Regions from separate parts of the Mus musculus genome. Here all the other regions are linked to region 2. Evidence: chromatin contacts called from public ChIA-PET, Hi-C and Micro-C data. All regions are on one chromosome and are shown on one strand. Each heading gives the region's core, a stretch centred on a gene start, on an enhancer-like site or on the middle of the called end of the contact. The rest is flanking DNA. Distances are from core to core; before and after follow the strand shown. Region 1 has its middle 9.0 kb from the start of Gm40038. Region 2 holds the start of Larp1b (La ribonucleoprotein domain family, member 1B). Region 3 overlaps Hspa4l (heat shock protein 4 like). Region 4 overlaps Gm40038 (a long non-coding RNA gene).

Region 1 (2,700 bases), core at 75-2,574, 230 kb before region 2:
GGCTCTGGGCTTTCTAGCAGCTGCTTTGAAGAAGAGAAAACAGTCACTTGCATCAATCACCAGGTCCACGAGATGAAAGTGCAGGAACAAAAAAAAAAAATGACTGTTTTCCTTTACGATGGCCAAATGAGAAGAGGACACAGGGACAATGAACGAAGCATCCTGTAACAGTTCCAAGAGCAAGCCTCGCGTGCTGTGACTTAGAGTGACTGACATTGACAGTTTTGCATCTAAAGCCAAGTCTGCATGTAAGCTAAACAGGGACACTACTGTCCAGTTTGACCAGTGAGGTGCTTGAGGTTCGGAGTGTTAGCTGACTTGCCCATCCACACCCATGAAGCTCACACTGGGATTTATGCAGCACCACCTGACCCAAAAGACTGAAACTCTCTGCATTCCTCACGCAGTGCCAACCCACATAACATGAGGAATCTCCCCCATCCATAGTTCCTCTCCTCAACCTTCTCGTGTACACACATTTCCCATTCAAAACCTTGGAAAACGGAACTCTGAGGAAGCAAAAGTATAAGCCTTCATTATAAGAGAAGAGACCCCCGCCCCCCTTAGCTTTGGGATGCCCTCTGTTCTAGCATCCATGCAGTCTAAGTGTTGGTTGAAGCAGAACGAGAGCTGGTGAGTTCCAGCTTGCAGAAGCAGCTGCCCCTGTGGGTGGTACCAAGAGCCCCGGGTCTTCCCGGCTGGTCTCCCACAGCTGGCAGGTGATGTCATCTCTGGCAGGGAAAGGTGCTCATGGGAAGAGGAACAGAAAGGCCTGTGGGAGGGCAGACGGGGTCATGCTGAAGGGGCTCGGGGGCAAACCCAAGGATCAGGGATTCATTTCTCATACTCAGCAGCCCATAGCCAGGGCAGTAAGCCAAGGAGCCCACATGTGGGGCAGGAAGAGCTAGCTAGGAGCACAGAGCTTTCCAAAGATGTGTTTGCACCCCCATCCCAGACCTACTGAATAAGGATCCCAGGTCAAGCTGACCTCAGATGGCTCAGAGAGGCAGAAACCTAAAACCTGTATCAAGATCAGCTCTTCACACTCTGTAGTATTTATTAAAACCTCTTAAACATCAGACTCCGGGCTAGCCACAGATGAGAGAGATAAACACAGACAAGACCTGGTTCTTAAGTGCACAGTTCACCAGAGGAGACAGAAGTGAAGAACTATACACAGAAACACACATAAAATTACTGACGTTTTCTCGTGCCCAAGCTGTCTACCACAGCTGCATCAGCTGAATTCCCCAGCTCCTGAGAAACTCAGTGCTATCCATCAAAAGGAGCGGTGTTCAGTAAGGCAGAACCTGAAAGGAGGAAAGCGCCCTCTGGTGGCCCTCTGAGTAGTGGCAACTGCAAGAGCCCCAGTTCTACTACAGTTAGTGGACCATGGCTCCAGGTTGGTGGCCAAAGTCTCAGAGTAGCCAGGAGCGGAGAGGATTTTGCTTTGCTTGAAGTGGCAGGTCAGTCCCACTCTTCCTTGTGTCTTTTGGTTTGGGGGTCATGTATCTGAACAGCTGTCACCGTTCTCATCTGTGCTATCACGTGACCGGTTCTGAAGCCAGGCTTCGCTCTAAGTCCCTGAAACTCTAGCACGGGGAAGACACAGCAGAGAAGCACTCAGCACACATATGGCTGAGAAGCAAACTAGCGGTGCTATCCCAACCCGCCCAGCTGTGCCCCGCTTTTTTATTTTTTGTAGGATCTTGGGAGCAGGACAAATAATCACACTCCCTAAGTCTCTGAAAATAAACGAGTTCTTAAAATATTTAAATATAATCTATGTCCTTCCTAAGAGTCTCTGTGAAAATAATATTCATAAGGGGTAAACTTTGTGCTTGGAGCTAAGCCTGGTATGGCTTAATTTGCAATAGAATAACATGTAAATTTATGATAATAAACTATATTATTTAAATGAAATTATAAAAATAAGAGTAACTCACTCATATTCAGTTTTCATGAATGCTGACACCTCTTGAAGAACATGGCAGCACGATTTGTATTCGGGCCTGGGTTGGAGCGTGATCCACGGGAATCCGGGAATGTTGGCTGGAAGCATGGACACAAGGAGCCCAGGCAAATCTCCTCCTTGTGGTATATTCAGCATTTCCTGCACATCCTGACCCAAGAAGCCATGAAAGAATCCACTCAGCACAGGCACCTGTGTTATGGGGCTGACACAATCACTCAGCAGCAGTTGTCGGAGGCTGTCAGGGATGCAGGATGTATCGAGAGGAAGCAGAAAGAGAGGACGTCTGAGGGTATGATGGGGGGCTTCGGGAGAGCGGGTAGAAAAAAGCACAAGGAAAAGCATCAAGAGCTGTTTGCAGCAGCTGCTTACTGTATGAAAACGTAAACAAACCAGCCAGCAGTGTCCAAAGGAAGCTTGCATTTTGAGACATCTTGATTCTGCCTCTAACTGAAGCTTGTGACATTCCTTCCTGAATGAAGAAATAACAGAGACTATGAAGTACATCTGCCAACGATGTAATACATCTGAGCTGGAAGACAGCAGCAACACACAAGCGAAGAGATGGTTGGCTGAATCACTCATCACTGGGCAGCCTGGTCCCTCACTGGATTCCACCTGAGGAGAGCCAAGAGTCGCTCTGTCCATGAGATCTGGCTGAGCCCAGGGTGTCAACCCAGCACCTGTGTCTGGGAGGTACTTGCCAGGGGCTGACAGTGGCCAGGGAA
Region 2 (2,700 bases), core at 6-2,505:
GTAAACTGCTCTTTTCAGCAGGCCAGAATTGTACTAATACAAGATGGAGAGCAAAACTCAGTGCTTTTGTTTTGTTTTTCCTTAAGGTGTCAAAATTTAGTAAGAATTAATAAGGAGAGCAGAATGTCTATAATCCCAGTATCTTGAAGAAGACAGTGACGTGAGGATCAAGAATTCCACAACCCCCTGGGCTACACAAGTAGATAGTGTTTCAAAAAGCAAGCAAAATAACAAAAGCAAATAAGTTAGTGAGCATTTCTGCGTGCAAAACCTAAGAAACTAAATTGGTTCTGCGTGCAAAACCTAAGAAACTAAATTGGTTCAACATTTATCTCCCCCTACAGGAGAGATAAAACAATCACAATTGTACAGGATCCCTTCACCGCATTTGACCCTCACAACCCCATAAACATGCTCAAACTTCGGCTGTTCCACCAACTCTCCCCAGACCAGCGAAAACTTGCCAACAAAACAGCCGCAATTCCCACAGAAAAGTTCAGTTATTTTAGTGCAGTTTTATTAAAAAAAGAAAAAAAAAGAAAAAGGAGAGTTTTACTCAGCATTTCCATTCTAACTTTTTTCTTTTTGACTTCTCTTCGAACGCCTAATCCTCTACATCAATCGGCATACGCCACCAAATACAAGCCAGTCTTCATTTTACTTTCTAACTGCAGTTGCTGCAACCCAAATAAAGCCCCAAGGGCCATATTGCATGGGTCAGCATTCGAACGCAAAGGCACAACCCAATTGCTAACGCGCAGGCTACCGTGGGACCAGCTGTGCGATCCGGACTCTGAATCAACTGTCCTGTGTCAGGCATTCTGAAACACAACCACACAACCGCAAAAACACCTAATACCAGCTGCCTTCACAGCCACATCTACCTAGCAGCTTTTCGAGACTTTCGTTTCACCACCTCACTTCAGGAGCCAGCCCAATCGGACTTCCACTTACAAATCCGCTCGTCCCGACTCGCCTCTACTCTGTGTCAAGTTCCCGGAAACTTTTCCACGGTATTCACCGCGTCTAGGACGCCGACACGTGAAGGCACGAGCCCAGCACAGCCCCGCTGCCCAGTCACCCACGTCGTGCCCCTACCCGTCAAGGAGAACCTGAGGTCCCACCTCTTCCTGTCGCTCCCTCTCCTAGATGTCCATTTATGTAAATCGGCACGGTGAATGACACCTAGGAACCAAACACCTCCCGCGGACCGCACTCACCGGCCTCCGGGGAGTCCTGAGCGGGCGACGGCACGCCGGTGCCCACGGTGGACAGGTGCTGCGGCAGCTTCTTGGTCCACGGGTTCCCCTTTGGCGGCGGCGGCGGCGGCTTGTCCTCCGGGCCGGCTGCCGCTGGGTCCTCGCGGGCGTCCTCCGGTGGGTCCCGCGGTGCTGGCGGCGGCAGCGGCGGCGGTGGTGGTGGCGGCGGCGGAGGCGGCGGCGGCAGCGGCGGAGCCTCCCCGCCGAAGGGACCCCCGGGCGCACGCGCCTTGTGCGCCAGGTGCAGCGCCAGCGGCCTCACGGGCACGGCCGCTTGCGGCACGCTGTGTCCCAGCACGAGCGCCGGCGACGGCTCTCCCCGCGCACCCGCGCTGGTGGCGGCCGCGGCCCGCTCCTCCCTCGCCTCCTTGCCCTCCCGCTCGCCGGGCGCCGGCTGCTCCGCCCGCCGGCTCGTCGCTGCCAACAGCGCGTCCCGGTCTCCGGCCACGGCGGGCGGGTCCTCCCGGGTGGCAGCGGCGGGCACCGGGGCGCGAGCGGACATGGCCGGCCCCTGGCCCCAGCCTCCTGCCCAGCCGGGGGCCGTCCGGGTCCAGGGAGCCCGGCCGCCCCTCTCTCCACACGGGGGCACCGACCCGCTTCGGTCCTGGGACGCGGAACCCGCCCGCCGAGGCGTGCAGCGCCCGGCGTGCCCGTCCTCCCCGCCCGCCGAGCGGAGCGCTAACCGCCCGCCGCCTGGCCTCGTCGCAGCGCACGGCCGGAGCTCGCCACTCGCGCCGGGCGCGCCCGAGCCGCGAGCCCTCAGCGGGCGCGGGCGACAACGCGGCGCTCCAGCCAGTCTGAAGGATCTCTGGCGAGCTGCGGAGGCGCGCGCGGCCTGAGCCGGTAACTGTCCCTGAGGGCGGGGCATGCAGAGGGCGAGGCAGCCAGGGGCGGGGCGTGCAGAGGGCGAGGAAGGCTACTGGGCGGGGCGTACAGAGGGCGAGGAGGGCCAATGGGCGGGGTGGCCAGGTAGGCGGGGCGTTTATAGGCTGAGGCGGGCCGATGGGCTGGGCGTGCGGAGGCGGAGGCGTCCAAGAGGCGGGGCGCGCAAGGGGAAAGGCGTGCCAGTGGGCGGGGCGTGATGTAGGCAAGAGCCAAGATAATCAGCGTTCAGTAGGCCAGGTGCCCAAGGACCAGGGCGAGGGCCAGTCAGGGTGAGGGGCGGGGCGGGTAGAGGGCGAGGCAGGTTAGGGGGCGGGCACCCTGGAAAGTGACGTGGCCACTTGCGGGCATTCCCTAAACGCTGCGGGCGACCGCGGCCTGTGGAGTCTTCCCGAATGCGGCGGGCATGGTTTGATGAGAGCCCCGCCCTAGCGGATCGCGAGGATGAACCTGCTACGCTTGGGGAGCATCTTACGTCTGTGACCCAGGGACTAGGAGGACAATCTTCAGGAACCAGGAGGACCAGAAAGTCCATTTGCGCTAAGGTGAAACGCTTCAG
Region 3 (2,770 bases), core at 236-2,735, 190 kb after region 2:
ATCAGTCAATTTCCAGGCTAGAATTTAAGCCTTTTGGTTATAATTTTTTTAAAAAAAAACCTACTTTACTTTTATAACAATACAGAACAAAAGAATACACAAGAAATAACACCCTTCCCACAAGACTAGAGCTGGCAGCTGGGCAGCTGTCTATAGGTCATAAGTCAGAGATCTCCAGGATATCTAACCCTTCTCTCCAAGAAATGAGAAAACAGTCATAATCCCATGATTAGGGAGTCACTACTCTGCAGGCATGGCTCTTCAGTAGTTTCTTCTTGAGGGGACACCACACTACGATGCAAGAACAAGTGGTGCTAATTTTCCAACAGACTCACACACACTCCATGAATACAGAATATCCACAGGGTACAGGGCTGCCCAGCATGAAATGCAAAAGCATCCTTCCATGTAGTGATGTGTGTATTCAACTGAGAATCAGGGCTGTTGGGCCACTACATTTATCAGACTTCAACAAGACTCACTGATGAAAAAGTATAGATGAATATACTTAAATTTAGTTAGAGAGAGAAAAAAAGAAAAATCCACCTTTGTTAATAAGTTAAAATTCAAGACTAGAGGCCAAGAATTACGTACGGCCACTTATACAAAACTACCTATAATTTCAACGATGGCATTTCCTTTCATTTTGTGATTCTAAGGATTCCATTATAGTACTATGGAGGTAGTACCACAAGGCTATGCATCTGGACAGATGGCAGACACAGAACAGCACAGACACATAGTACTCACAGACAGACAGATTGCAAGCACTACATAGCTACAGAGACCCCAGGGGACTCTCCCACAGGCCTGGCAGCTCACAGGTCTCTGCAGCAGCAGGTTGCAGGGATGTAGCTGCTATGAGTCATCACACTGCTGTGGGCTTCATAGTGCTGCAGCTGCCACTGAGTCACCTATGCTCCTGGAACGCCCTCCTTTACTCATACTTGAGAAGTGAGTGCTAGGGTTCATTAAAAAAACAAAACCAGCTTCTAGGAGGTTTTCATCAGTAAGAGCAAAGTTAAGAAACTTGCTGACGGTCATTCTTTTTGTTGTTGTTGATGTGTATTATGTATGTATGTATGTATGCATGTATATGAATATGTATGTGTATATATATGAAAATTATATGAATATATTATATATATTATATGAATATATATAATGAGAATGTTTAGATTTATTTTGATGTATTTATGTTTTGTCTGCATGTATGTCTGTGCACCATGTGCATACTTACTATACTCAGAAATCAGAAGACGAGGTCAGATCTCCTGCCACCGGTTTCTGGTGGTTGTGGCCCACCTATGGGTGCTAGAAACTGAACCTGGATCTTCTGCAAGAGTAGCAAGTGCTCTTCATTGCTGAGCCATCTCTCCAGTCCTGCCTTGATGGTTATGCTTTTAAGAGGCAGACTAAGACTTTCAGTCCACTTGTTAAGGGCTTTATATACTATGTGCTCTCACTCGTCACAGTTATAAATAGAAAGTAACTGAGCTACTTACTTTCAGTTTTCCTTTGTTAAAAGCACAAACAGAGACCTGGTAGGCAGAATGTCCCATGTCGATAAACACAACATTCCTTGGTTTCTCATCTAATGAGGGAAGATCCTGCTTATAAATTCCATATGCCAGTGCAACTGTGTGAGAACAAATATTAAGTTAAATGTTGTATAGCTTTGGAGAACAAGACAAAGAAAAGTCATTTTTACACGGTACTCTAATATACAGTATGGTAAAATATAGATTCAACCTACAATAACTTTTCATAAATTACTTAAGTGTTTTATTTTCGTGACTCATCTGAAAAGTTACAGCAGTAACGGCTCTTCAAGTTCAAATATGAATTCAAACTCTGTATTCCAAAACAACAAATTATAAATAATACAAGAGTTTGTACAAATAATACAAGAGTTGTAGATAGAAAATGCTAACTCTTTAAGGTAGCCATCACCAACCTGCAGTGGTTTCATTCATCAGCCTCAGACAGTTTAGGCCTGCAACCTGGGCTGCGGCCATCACGGATCTTCTCTCTGCGTCGGTGAAAAAGCTCGGGATCTGGCAAGAACAGTCATAAGTTACTGCGCCACAGACTTAATAGTAACTGCAGGAAAACATGCGACTTTAAATCAACATCAAATGCTAGAGTGGATTCTTAAATTGGATACTTTCTACGCCATGCAGACTGGATTTGGAGTGTGAACACAAATGCGATTAGTATGGCAGACCACCAGTTTTGTTTGCCTCAAAGAAGCAGTGTTAGTCTGTTTGCTGCACTTTAGCTTGCTCTCTCTAAGGCTCATTAGTGTGACCCTTGTGGAGGTAGACTTAGTTAAAGATGCTTAAGGGAACTGAGAGGTATTGGTCTAGAAAGGAATGATGGACTCCACTTCTGTCTGGACTCTTGTGTGGCAGTCTGGTCTTTTCTTCATACATATTCTTGCCAACGATGCTGTAATGTCCTCACTACAGGACAAACTAATAGAATTGCCCATTATTAATATTCATCCTTCAGAACTATGAGCTAAATAAACCAGTTTTGTAACAAAGGTACGCTGTCTCCATTATTTTGATACAGTACTGAAAGCTTGACTAATATGTTAGACTATTTAGGAAGGTGGCATACACCTTTAATCCCAACACTTGGGAAGTAGAGGCAGGAGGATCTCTGAGTTTGAGGTGAGTGAATTTCAGGTCATTCAGGGCTACTACACTACTACATAGTAAGAATTCATCTAAAAAAAAACCACCTAAAATAAGTTAATTTAATA
Region 4 (2,934 bases), core at 265-2,764, 210 kb before region 2:
CAGCCTAAATTCTTTCCCTCGTGTGAATGCCCATCTCCACGCAAGCATGACAGCCTCAACACTAAACCGACCTTCTCATGTCCCTCATATATTCACAAGTCCCATCTCAGACAGTAGGGCTCCTGATTACCCCTTCATCCCCTCCATCCTCCTTCCTACATATTCTGATTCTTCTTCCTAAGCTCTTCTCATGCCAACTGCTCCCTCTCCAGATTACCAATACGTGCCTTAGTTCAGGCTCCACCAATTCCCCCAGACAACGGGCTCTTACCTATTCCCTTCCACCTTTGACTTTAATCTTTCCACACTGAACCTCCCTGTGGCAAGCAGAGGGACCTTCCTAAAATGAATACCATTCCTCTCCTTAAATGGGTGAGTGGCTCCTTGGGAACGAAGACCCACTTAGTGGGACCTGTCTAGCGATTTGACAGCTGGCTTCTGCTTACTGGTCCTCCCTAGTTTGCCCTTCTCTCTCCATGATAGCTGATACCCCTATTATCATGCTAAACAGCTTGCAGCCTGGTATGAAATGTATCTGCTTTCCCTCTCTGATCTCTCCGGTGATGGCATTAGGATTGAACTAGCTGTTCTCTACCAGAAAGAGCCCGTCCCATTCTTCGGCTCCCTAGTCAACTCATCTTTCATGAGTTCACGCCGTCCCTTGAACTGAACAGCTTCACCCCAGTCCCAATCTTGGGCCTCACACTCACCCTTAGGCATCCAGGCATTCTTTCTCTTCATCCCCTACATCATGCTTCTTTGTAACTGCTACCACATGTGTGTCCCTAAAGTCGCCGATGTGCATGCTCATAAGGTAAATCCTTTGTTTGTCCTCATGACTTCAGGGTCAGTCTGGCACTGTAAACCATGTTGACAGAAATCTCCTAACACCTGCTCATCAAAGGATCAGGTCTAGCAGTTCCTAGGGAAAAGGGACATTGTCCACCCATATTCATTATACCAAGAGGGACATATTCTTTCCCAATTGGAGAATCCCATGGATGGGATGATAACTAGTGGGTGGGTGTGCGTGGGGGGGGGTGGAGTGTAGAATGTATGAACACTTGGACACAGGGAGAAAACTGATGTAATGAGACAGAAGAGCAAGGGGTGTATACAGACAGGTATTTCAGATGCGCTCCAACCACAGGGTCATATAGGAATATAAATAAGGCTGTGTGAATTGTTTACTATATCAGCTATAACAAATAAAAATGTATTCCATGCCTGAAATCCACAAAATATCTGTTATTTGACAGTTAAGGAAGCCAGAACTCAGACACTGTGCTCCATGGACTATGGCAAGTCTATCTCTCTGAAGACTCTGGTGAATTTAAAATCTAGTCTTCTTCAGCTTCCTAGGGCTGTTCTCCTGTGACTCATCAACCTCTTCCAACTTCAAATCTACCGATAGCCAGCCAAATGTTTTCCAAGTCACTGTACACTGATACTTCCTCCCTTCCTCTAAGGACCTCATGTTTATACTGTGTTCACCCAGATAATCCTGGACCATCTGCCCAACTCAAAGTCAACTGTCAACAGCATAGATCGACCTCAACCACAGTTCTTTCTTATCACATGACTTAACATTTTCACAGGCTCTGAAGATCAGTGCCTAGCATCTTTGGGGAGTCGTACCTCTGCCCATCACCCTCAGCAGCTAATGGGAGGCCTCTGTCCACCTCTCCATCCCTGACTGCCTGGATGAGAACATAGAACCCCAATTGCCTGAATGACGACACAGAGGCCCCAACTGTCTGGATGTTGGGAGCACAAAGGTCCTTGTGTCAGAGATAAGCACTAAGGAAACCCGGAATGTCAAACATGTGGGGTCGGCTCTTCAACAAAAGGAATGTATAACCTATTTTCCTCCCAGAAGGCTAGAGCTGAAAGTTGTTGATAGCCTAGTGACCTGTGCTATCTGCAGGGTCAGGCAAGACCTGACTCCCTCAGACTCTTATGTTTAGCCCAGACCTCCTCTCTAGACCTTTATCTTTAGCATTGTTTCTCCATCAATAGAACTCATCTTTACGGGAGATGCCACACATACTTTATAGCCTGGTGACCTCTGGACTATGTCTGTATGACAGAAACCACACAAGATCCTCCCCTAAGCCTGAAGCTATAGAACTCATCTTTGTGGAAGAAGTCAATTGTACTTTAGAAAAGAGTTTTGATGTAGTCGTACTTTAAGCTTTATTGTGCACAAAAGATTGAGTTAATTGTTACCAGGAAACTTTTTGCCACATTGTACTGTACTTACATATGCCTAATGTCAGGTGTGGTGGTACATGCCTTTAATCTCAGCATTTGGGAGACAGAAGCAGGCAAATCTCTGTTAGTTTAAGACCATTCTGGTTTGCAAAGTGAGGTTTAAGACAAACAGAACTATATAGTGAGACCCTGTCTTGAAAACAAACTAAATTATGTCTAAAATAATCTACCTTGTGTCAGACTGTCGTAGTTAGGGTTTTGTTGCTGTGAAGAGACACCATGACCATGGCAACTCTTATAAAGGAAAACATCTAATTGAGGCTGGCTTCCAGTTCAGAGGTTTAGTCCATTATTATCATGGCAGGAAGCATGGTGGCACAAAGGCAGATAAGCTGCTGGAGAAGGAGCTGAGAGTTTTACATCTAGAACCAAAGGCAGCAGGAAGAGAGAGAGAGAGGCTGGGCCTAGCTTGAGATCTTTATACCCCAAAACCCACCTCCAGTGACACATGTCCTCTAACAAGGCCACACCTACTCCAATAAGACCTCACCCCCAATAGTGCCATTCCTGAGGTATCTATGGGACCATTTTCATTCAAATCAGCACACAGACTCTAGAGGTTTGAATCAATTCCTCTATGGAGTCACACTGAGCTGGATTTTCTCCTTGCCTCATTTATACTGTTCCTCCGGCAGCCCTGTTGTTTGCAAGGGCCCTCCA

Evidence for each region. Hi-C and Micro-C count contacts between places; a contact is called where the count stands out from the background. ChIA-PET counts read pairs in DNA pulled down with a chosen protein or histone mark.
Region 1: a Micro-C map of the HL-1 cell line shows a contact between it and region 2, with 7 times the contacts expected there. The contact joins the enhancer-like site here to the promoter of Larp1b in region 2. A contact is called at or near these places in 8 of 484 Hi-C or Micro-C datasets (the G1E-ER4 cell line, the HL-1 cell line, cardiomyocytes and 5 more), 1 of 115 datasets of contacts at active chromatin or transcription factors (stem cell-derived neural progenitor cells) and 1 of 9 other capture datasets (adipose tissue).
Region 3: a contact with region 2 is called in an RNA polymerase II ChIA-PET map of effector CD8 T cells, with 41 read pairs. The contact joins the enhancer-like site here to the promoter of Larp1b in region 2. A contact is called at or near these places in 3 of 39 promoter capture datasets (fetal liver, hematopoietic stem and progenitor cells and neutrophils), 5 of 484 Hi-C or Micro-C datasets (the HL-1 cell line, Th1 cells, Th17 cells and 2 more), 1 of 115 datasets of contacts at active chromatin or transcription factors (effector CD8 T cells) and 2 of 9 other capture datasets (adipose tissue and liver).
Region 4: a contact with region 2 is called in a Hi-C map of the G1E-ER4 cell line, with 2.8 times the contacts expected there. The contact joins the enhancer-like site here to the promoter of Larp1b in region 2. A contact is called at or near these places in 2 of 39 promoter capture datasets (liver and stem cell-derived epiblast-like cells), 19 of 484 Hi-C or Micro-C datasets (DN3 thymocytes, the G1E-ER4 cell line, Sertoli cells and 8 more), 3 of 115 datasets of contacts at active chromatin or transcription factors (embryonic stem cells and stem cell-derived neural progenitor cells) and 3 of 9 other capture datasets (adipose tissue, embryonic stem cells and pancreatic islet).

Annotation. Positions count from the first base shown.
Region 1 is chr3:41,181,110-41,183,809 of GRCm38.p6, reverse strand. No RefSeq gene overlaps it. Among named protein-coding and RNA genes, the nearest start is that of Gm40038, 9.0 kb to the right of the region's middle. Within about 2 kb of position 1,324, at least 68 of the 459 cell types and tissues checked have an H3K27ac peak or open chromatin away from gene starts, as enhancers often do. A contact at or near this core is called in the HL-1 cell line, cortical neurons, embryonic fibroblasts and 2 more, where this site is marked.
Region 2 is chr3:40,949,205-40,951,904 of GRCm38.p6, reverse strand. It overlaps Larp1b (La ribonucleoprotein domain family, member 1B), which reads right to left and starts at 1,255. Exons shown (of 10, transcript NM_001040399.2): 1 at 1,221-1,255.
Region 3 is chr3:40,759,651-40,762,420 of GRCm38.p6, reverse strand. Hspa4l (heat shock protein 4 like) reads right to left here. Exons shown (of 19, transcript NM_011020.3): 5 at 1,958-2,057; 6 at 1,506-1,639. Among named protein-coding and RNA genes, the nearest start is that of Hspa4l, 15 kb to the right of the region's middle. Within about 2 kb of position 1,485, at least 39 of the 459 cell types and tissues checked have an H3K27ac peak or open chromatin away from gene starts, as enhancers often do. A contact at or near this core is called in Th1 cells and effector CD8 T cells, where this site is marked.
Region 4 is chr3:41,162,546-41,165,479 of GRCm38.p6, reverse strand. The region is part of intron 2 of Gm40038 (a long non-coding RNA gene); the gene reads left to right. Among named protein-coding and RNA genes, the nearest start is that of Gm40038, 9.4 kb to the left of the region's middle. Within about 2 kb of position 1,514, at least 14 of the 459 cell types and tissues checked have an H3K27ac peak or open chromatin away from gene starts, as enhancers often do. A contact at or near this core is called in the G1E-ER4 cell line, where this site is marked.